Regions from separate parts of the Mus musculus genome. Here region 1 is linked to region 2. Evidence: chromatin contacts called from public Hi-C data. All regions are on one chromosome and are shown on one strand. The core of a region is the stretch at or near the end of the contact, and the rest is flanking DNA. Distances in the headings are between cores, read along the strand shown. Region 1 overlaps A930001A20Rik (RIKEN cDNA A930001A20 gene). Region 2 overlaps Car2 (carbonic anhydrase 2).

What was found. Hi-C and Micro-C count contacts between places; a contact is called where the count stands out from the background.
Region 1: a contact with region 2 is called in a Hi-C map of the G1E-ER4 cell line, with 3 times the contacts expected there. The contact joins two enhancer-like sites. A contact is called at or near these places in 3 of 39 promoter capture datasets (the C10 cell line, the HPC-7 cell line and liver), 3 of 15 datasets of contacts at CTCF or cohesin (the G1E-ER4 cell line, large pre-B cells and pro-B cells), 17 of 484 Hi-C or Micro-C datasets (the AML12 cell line, the G1E-ER4 cell line, Th2 cells and 9 more) and 7 of 115 datasets of contacts at active chromatin or transcription factors (CD8 T cells, the HPC-7 cell line, embryonic stem cells and 2 more).

The regions. Positions count from the first base shown.
Region 1 is chr3:14,995,714-15,000,179 of GRCm38.p6, forward strand. The region is part of intron 3 of A930001A20Rik (RIKEN cDNA A930001A20 gene); the gene reads left to right. Among named protein-coding and RNA genes, the nearest start is that of A930001A20Rik, 27 kb to the left of the region's middle. Within about 2 kb of position 1,683, at least 16 of the 459 cell types and tissues checked have an H3K27ac peak or open chromatin away from gene starts, as enhancers often do. A contact at or near this core is called in the G1E-ER4 cell line, where this site is marked.
Region 2 is chr3:14,898,891-14,903,237 of GRCm38.p6, forward strand. Car2 (carbonic anhydrase 2) reads left to right here. Exons shown (of 7, transcript NM_009801.5): 7 at 1,081-1,880. The coding sequence ends at 1,200. Among named protein-coding and RNA genes, the nearest start is that of Car2, 15 kb to the left of the region's middle. Within about 2 kb of position 2,416, at least 1 of the 459 cell types and tissues checked has an H3K27ac peak or open chromatin away from gene starts, as enhancers often do. A contact at or near this core is called in the G1E-ER4 cell line, where this site is marked.

The DNA of each region.
Region 1 (4,466 bases), core at 433-2,932, 96 kb after region 2:
TATGGCTGCCATTGAAGGACCCAAGAGAGCATGGCCCAGTTGGGCAGACCTCTGGGTCCAGAGCCAAGATAGAACATAGAATTAGTAATAACTTAGAATTAACCTCATGGAGTTTAGGCAGTAGCTGGGCTATTGAGCTGTGAAAGGCATGCCAAAATATAAAGTCTGTGTATGTCTTTCATTCAGGAATGTAAACCATTGAGGCAGGTAGTGAATATAAAGCCAATATTTATTAATTAATACTACTACCACTACTGTTACACAGAGCTGTAAAAAGCTGACTGTTTAAGTTGTCTTAAAACCTAGGCAGTTTCAGGGCAGGAGAGATAGCTCAGCAGTTAAGAGCACTGACTGCTCTTCTGAAGATTCTGAGTTCAAATCCCAGCAACTACATGGTGGCTCACAACCATCCATAATGAAATCAGACACCCTCTTGTGGTGCATCTGAAGACAGCTACAGTGTACTTAGATATAATAATAAATAAATCTTAAACAAACAAACAAAAACTTGGGCAGTTTCAATAGTAAATCAAAATCTATCTGGTTAGTGATAGGACTTTTTTTTTTTTTTTTAATTAGAAACATTTAAGCCATAAAGTATATTTGATGACAAGGAAACGCCTATCTAATTTCTAAGTAGTCTTATGGAAAGTATTAATTGTATTAAATTGTTTTTACCTAAAAAAAAAAAAACAAAAAAAACCAGACCTTTATTTTCTCAAAGTATTTAAAATGTACTTTTGTAGTTTGGCTTACATGTACAGTTTAGTCAATGTTACAAATAATTATTAATTTAACTTTTGTTAATATATAAATATTAACATGTATAAAATCATTATGCTGTAGCCATTGTATCTAGTACCTTCTTTAAAAGATGAACCAAGAGAAATCTCAGGGCCTGGGGACTTCACTGGACTGAGAGCCCATGTTTATGTGGTTCAGATAAAAGACTTAATGACATCATGGGCATGAGTCACTGCTCTGTTTCTGCACATTCTTGTGCTCCATTTACATAAATAAATGTGTAAATTGTGTCTCCTTGATTTTGTTCTTAAAATAAACTTCCTTTTAAAAAAGGAAATACATATTGCTCTAGAATTAGGAGGACATTAGCTTATTAGAACATTTTAAAAGTAAAGAAGCCAGAAAACTCAGGGAGTCAGATACTAAAAAGAGTAAACACAGAAGCTTATAAAACTCATAAAGAGAGAGGACATGGAGCTGCTACTCAAAATATTCATTCTTACAAAGAAATAGGGCATAAAACATTGTTCCACTAGTGAGGAAGTTAATGGATGTTTTTAATATGCATGATAATCAACCTGTGACAAACACTAAGAAGGAAAAAGAATGGTATAAGTATAAAAAAGAAAAAATATATTATTTTTCTGGAACTATTCTTGGTTATACTAACTAAAACAAGACTTGAAAAGAAGAAAATAAGCTCTTTGAATGAAAGATCTGAGTCAAAGAGTGGGGATGTTGGTGTATAGAAGCAGAATATTCTGCTTATGATGAGTAAAAGCAGTGACATCACATTTAAAATTACAACAATAATGTTTTCTTCCCCCATTTCCTCAGTGTTCCCTGAGGGTGACACAAATGTCTTGTTTATGTCTGCGTCCTCAGCAATCTTTCATTCTCAACATTTGGTAGAGCCGTGGATCTTTGCATTTATCTACATTCACTACAAGGAGAGACTTCTTTATCTGAGGCTAACAGGGACATTCGTCTCTGTATAGAAACACAGATATGAAGGGGTGGTTTGATTCAGTTCAGATAGGCTATCATCTTAGTTATGAGAATGGGAGATAAAAACTAGTTGTCTAGGGCAGGGGCCCCAAAATAGCAGTTTTCCAAAATTCCTTCCTAGAGGCCAAAGATGTCAAAATTAGTCCTGTATTTTGTGGTGGTTGTTGCTTGTTTGCTTGCTTCTTGGTTTCAGTGAAAATATAGTTACAGTATTATCTCTTCCTCTCCTCCCTCTTATTCCTTATTCCCATGTCTACCATACTTCTCAAGTTCATGGCTTCTTCTTCTTTAAATCCTTCTTGTTACCTACAAACAAATAAATATTTAAATGTAATTTGCTAAGTTCATTCAGTGTTGTATGCATACATACATTGCCAGGGCTTGCTGTATGGTACTGCATAACCAAACATGAGGCTTGTCCTGGGAGAGATTATTTCTCCCTCTCTCAGTAGTTGTTAAGTAATTGCAGCTCTTCCTCTCAAGGTGGACTTCATGAAATGTCATTCGTGTGTTAGCATGACAATTCTTAGAATTTCTCAGATCTTGTTTAGGTAGCTGTGGTATTGAGGTTTCATGGTTGTACTTCCCTGGCATATCTAAAAGACATAATCTTGTAGCAGACTTCCTAGTCCTCTGGATTTTACAATTTTTCTGTCTCCTCTTCTGTGATTTTCCACTTAGTCTTAGGTGTATTCATTGTGCTGTAGATATATCAATTGAAGCTGGGCATCACGTGGTCATTTGCTTTGAATTTTGAGTAGTTGTGGCTCTCTCTAATTGTCTCCTGCAAAAAGAAGCATTTTCTTGTTGTTGAGGAGTGAGAGCTACACTTATCTCTGATTATAAGGATACATATTTAAAATGTAGTTAGAGATTGCATTAGTTTTGGAAGGTGGCCACATTAGGTTCTCCTCTAGAATCCATGTTTTACCCTGACTAGTGTTGTAAGACTCTGGTGATCCTTAGCTTACCAGGACTCCCTGAGTGAATGACACAGAGTTGGGAATTGATGTAAAAAGCAAGAGGAATTTATTGTTCTAACATGTTGGGGTTGCCCTGCACATGGAGAGAGAATGACCATGCACAACCCATCCAGCAAGCCTTTATACAGTTCTCCAGGCAGCAGCCATTAGGCTCAATGTGATTGGCAGAACAGTGTGACTTTTAAACTAATTGGTCTCTAGCGAATGAAGTGAATGGTCAATGGTCTCAGAAAGTGTCTACAAGTTCAGTCCTTCCTCCCTGTGGTCGAAGGAATGTAATTAGCCCCTCCCTTCTGGAGAGGAGGGGTGCCTGTGTTCTTTATGACCTTTCACTTCCAGGAGGGGAGGGGTCCAGTGGAATTTTCTAAAGTTCCTGAGCTGACCTTTTCAGTACTAAAGTATTTGTTAGTCTCTGGTTCCATTTTTGTTGTTGTTGTTTCTAAATGAGCATCTCTGCCAAAAGTCTGTACATGCCTAGGTGACTGGAAGTGAGATGAGGTACTTGGATACCAACCTCACTCTAATTTCTGTCATAATCCTTTAAAAAGATCCCAGATAATATACATGATTTGTGAAACCCATCCTGGTATATAAGAGCTCTGTTCTTACTCTTTCTCTCTTTTGTTAATATTCATAAATCTTTTAATAAACTTTGTTCTAAAACTACTTCTTGTGATCTGTAAATTTCATCCTTCAAATTTATTTATTTGTTTGTTTGTTTTTATTTTAATTATCTTTAATCTTTTTTTTTTTTTTTTACAATCTAGTTGTTATCCCCCTCCCATTCTGCCCTCCAACAGTTCCTTATCCCATTCCCAGTCCCCCAGATGCAAGAGGATGTCCCCACTTCCCACCCCACCTCACCTTACCCCGTCAGAACTCCCCACTCCCTGGGACCTTAAGCCCCTTGAGGGTAAGGTGCATCTTCTCATCCTTCAAATTTATAAGACAATCTGAAAGCTCCTGGCTCAGGGTGGAGTTTTCCTGAATCCTTACCTCCCTAGGAAGAGAAAGTCTCCATCATTCTAAGACACTCAAATATTTCTGTAGGATTAGGTTCCCCTCCAGGGTCTAAGACTTCTTCAGACATGGGGTTTTGACAATGTTTACAGTAGTAGGTATGCCTCACATCCAATTAGGAAATGGTTCGCTGCCTCCATAAAAGTCATGTCAACATTACACCAATGGGCTCATTTTGGCTGTAGCTAATAGAGTTCACAGCTGGTTTAGACCAGCTACACAGTGAACTTTAAAACAAGATTAAGGTAGTCCAAAGTGGTTAGAAAAATATACCTAGGCTGTTCATCATCTTAAATAAAGAGATAGAAAAGAAAGTTACAGCAGGGGACAGGGCTCAAAATAATGAACAGATCCAAAAGAATCTCATGACAGCTTTTACAGACAGAAGTTCTTGGAAAGAAAAGTACATTGTCACTATGTCTTTATCATCTTTAAGGTGAATTCATGCTCCTGAGGGTGTGGTAACATGGCTAGGTCAATGATCTTCCCAACTGTATTAACTCTAAGAGGAGGAAACAATGCAAGGCTCCACAGGGAGGTACATTCTTTTGACTAGGAGATGAAGCTTTTCTGTAGTGGGCCTTCAATTGTATTCTAACACTAATCAAAACACCACTCTCTGCCTTCCTCCAGGCTAGCAGGCACCCTACTGGGAACATTCTATGAGTCTGTGGCTACCTGGGCTTCTGAACTTCCAGGAAAAAAATTCTA
Region 2 (4,347 bases), core at 1,166-3,665:
CTAACCCGGAGTTTTAACAGTTGAGCAAGCACCATGAAGTAGCACCAGGAAAAAATGAAAACGCCACTTCTTGTTGTAGACGTGGTGCTTGAGTTATGGTGCCAAACATCAGCATTCCATTCATTTCTCCACTAAGAAGAACTTAGATATTTCAAAGTCTTCTATCAATAACAGGTTTGATAGGTAGATTTATTGCCTGCACATACTCTAGTGCCAAATACAGCTATGGACAATGAATTTACCCTTTACTCTAGAAAATGGTGTGAAACTATACATATGAATTGCATGTTTTGGCAAGATCCCATAGTAAGTGCATATTTGCATATCGTGGTCCACAAACAAGATCTGGAGGTCTTGTGTACAGCTCAGAGCCACAGCTCTGGTTCCTCCTCTGAGATGCCCTTTGTTTTGCTATGCTTCTTGGCTCTGTTCAACGTAGGTGGTTGAAAAAACCTCTTGAGCACCACATCCAGGCACACCCACCTCTGAGGCAGCCTCCACCGATTTCCTGGGAACACAGAAGCCTTGTTTTGAAGATCAGAGATGCTTAACAAATCTTCCCACCATGCTGACGAGGCATTGTGCTCCTTGTTCATTTCTAAGTCAGACTTGTGAGACTCCAGCAAGGGAAAGTGTTAGCATGAAAGACCAAAACTGACTGGAGTTACCTATCGTGTTGCACTTTGTCTTCTCTGTGACAGAAAGTACAACTTTAATATGTATTTAAAACTTTATGTTGCTTTACATGCCATAGGAATTTACAGATTTTTGTTCGATTTAAAAGGAAAGCAAGAAAAGCAAGCTCATGAAAATTTCTATTTAAAGAAAGACCCCAGTATATATTTGTATAGTATATGTAAATAGATTTTTCATGTGAAGGCTGCACTTAGCTGGTTGTTTGTTTGTTTGTTTTAATTTTTTTCTTTCCCTTTTTTGTCTGCCTCCCAAGTTCTGGGATCAAAGGTGTACACCCCTTTCCCCCCTTGCCCCCCAATGAAGGCTGAACTTAAATCTAAAACATGTTGCTTTAAGTATGTAATATTGTGAAACTAATTTCTTTAATTACATTGTGTCTTTTAGATGTCTCATTTCCGTACGCTGAACTTCAATGAGGAGGGGGATGCTGAAGAAGCGATGGTGGACAACTGGCGTCCAGCTCAGCCGCTAAAGAATAGAAAGATCAAAGCGTCCTTTAAGTAAAACAACCCTGCAGCAGGGGTCCGAAGGGCACAAGTGTGACCGCCTCTCTGTAGCTAAGCACAGTTAGGCTGGGTGATTTGGATCCCGACTCGCATCTGGTATTGTAGACCTTTTACCTCTCATCCGTTGTGCTTACTAACAAAATGTGAAAAGCAAGACCCAGGTGTCTCATGTGGTGGCAGCACAGTGGCAGGCCAGTGGTCAACTTAGGGCATCTTTTCTCTGCCACGGCAGCGCAATGCAAAGAGCAGACATGGCCTCTTGCTTCTCTTCACAGCCATAGGATAATGAATACTCAGGCCTGTTTGTTAAAATGCTATTTTTAAAACCATATGAAGGTAGGATAATTAATTACAAGTCCACATCATGAGACAAACTGAAGTAACTTAGGCAAAACAGGTAAAACAGTCATAGTTTTGTGATTATAAATGAGATGAATGTTCACCCTTCCAAGATCTTATATTAAAGAAAAAATTTTAAAAAGCTTATATATTTGTAGCAAAGTTATTCTTAAATATGAATTATGTTATAACTTAGTGACTTTTGATTTCTAGAGGTGTAAATGAGGATGTAAAAATTGATATAGTTGTGATACAGAGTATATTTCCCTTCAGATAACATACCACAACACAATGGATAATGTATTTTAGATATATTCTCTAATAAAATTGAGAACTCTATTCTGGGTGCCTGATTGTCTGCGCCACAGGGACAGAAATGGGTGAACAAATGCCTGCCTACAGGATTCAGTCAGTTCATTATTGATGGTCAGCCATTACAACAGGCTTACAACGGAAACAAATCCCTGCAGCCATGTACCCACTGTTTACCAGTGGTACTTTCTGAGAACTGGTGTGATCCTGTAAGAGTCCTGAGAAGCTCGTCTAGAAAGAGAGCCAGGACTGATGGGGCCACAAAAGGAGAACCTGCTTCCCCCAAATGCTCCTCCAAACAGCAGTTCCCTTGTCACATGCCCACAGTCAGGGGAGAGGGGGCACTGACCATAGACTCAAAATCTCCGCAACTGTGAGCCGAGAAAGGTTTTCTTCTTTTAAAGTGGCATGTCAGACATCTTGTTATATATAAGGCTAATTACCAGACATCTTCATTGCTTTTTAGTAAGTAGACTGTTTTATAGAACGAGACAAAAGTGAGCTGATCGAAGGTTCTGAAACTAAAAGATCCATTTTCCACAAATTAAAAACTCCACAATTTCCTTGCTGTGCCCTGTCATGCTGGCTTCAGGCTGCAAATTGCCCCTCCTGCCCACCAATAAGGGATATTCTGTAGAACCTCAGGGAATGACATCAGTAAGTGAAGCCTTACCTCAGACATCAGAGAAGGATTAGGAATGAAGAGCATTCGTCCTGACAGAGGTGCAAGGTTACATATGAAAAATGTTTTGCACAGTTCACATAGCCTTGCACTCTCTAGGCAAGGGCAGAGATGCTGAGAGTTTCCCATCCACGTGTGTCTTTGATGGGAAGGTTGCTTCTTGAAGAAGATACGGACCTCAGTTCTTAGCACATGGTTCGGGCCTGTTTGACAGAAAACACTGCCTGCCAAGAAAAGAACTTTCCAGTGTTTGTTCCCAAACAGTCACTGGCTCTCTCTTCATCTCCCACATTGCCAGATCCTAACATCTTTGAAGTCTGTATGCCTCATGACCCAAAGTCAACCCTCAGAAATGTACTTGAGCCAGAGACCTGCACACTGGATGCATAGAGAATTCCAAGCACGCGCGCGCACACACACACACACACACACACACACACACACACACACACAAAGACACAGTGTTGGTAAACTATGTGTTCATTGACATGTAAAATTTTATAAGTATATGGATCTATTGGTGACAACTGGGACAATGTAGAAAGGTTTACTATTGTGTCCATACCCCTTCCTAGCATCCTACAAACAGAAGGTCTGTGTATTTTAAACAGGAATATGGGCTGGAGGTATCAGAATGTAGCGTACATTTACCCCACACATGTCCAAACTTCATTCACCCACAACCTTCTTTCTCCTCAAGAACTCTGAACCTATCACTACTGTAATACTTAGTACCTTGGCTTGATCTCATTTTTATCTATTTGTAACACATAGTCATTGTTTTATTTCCATCTCTTCAGCTACATCTCATCTATGTATACACCTATATGTATCCAAACTTACATGCTCCTGCACACTTAAACCATGCAGGATCACCTGCACACATCTGCACATGTATATAGAGAGTGTGTCATCCAAGCAAGCTATGGAAGTTCTTCTGCTTTCAAATTAAGACTATTCATCATGATGGTATCTAGAGAGTTGCAATACACATTTTTCTTGTTATTAATCATTTAAAATTCTTTCCCCACACATCTGTAATTTGCCATATACTACATATAATGAAATAAAGATTACTCAACTTTACAGATGAAGCTCGGATGCCATATGAATCAGTGTTTATATTCTGTCCACAGTACCTCCCACAGACTCAGTGCGCCCTGTCCAGTTTTGTCAAATCATCATACCCATAAACCATTTCTTTTCTAAGCAGCTGGCTTTAGCCACCAAAATAAAATACCAAGCTTGTCTGGACATCTTGAAAAAGGAGACTTAAGAATATGAAAAGGGCCAGACTAAGCCCAAAAGAAAAAGATTCAGCTAGACCCCTCAAGCATTATTGAATGCACAGATTTTTAGAGTATTTTCTTTTTTGAAATTATATTATTTCTCCGTTCCCTTACCTCTCTCCAAATCCTTCCATATACACCCCCTTTACTCTCTTTCAAAATTGTGGTCTCTTTTTTCATTAATTGGTGTGTGTGCGCGCACGTGCATTTCTAAATACATAGCGTTTTCAGTCTCTATAATCTTATCTGTACATCCCTTCAGTGAGAATCCCATGAGCTTTAGCTGTCTGACCTCTGTGTAGCAAGTAGCAGGTTATAGGGGATTGGTTCAGCCAGGCTGCAATGCTAAGACCCTGGGCACTGTGATTACTTAGCTATGTGATTAAGAAAAATATTAGACTTTCTAGAACTTCAATTTGTCCATCCTCTAAGGTAGTATAATAAAGGGATTCTCACAAACGTTGGTCTGAGGATGTAAAAAGGCAATCTGAGTAAAACTCTTAATGTGTTATTTTTATTCATG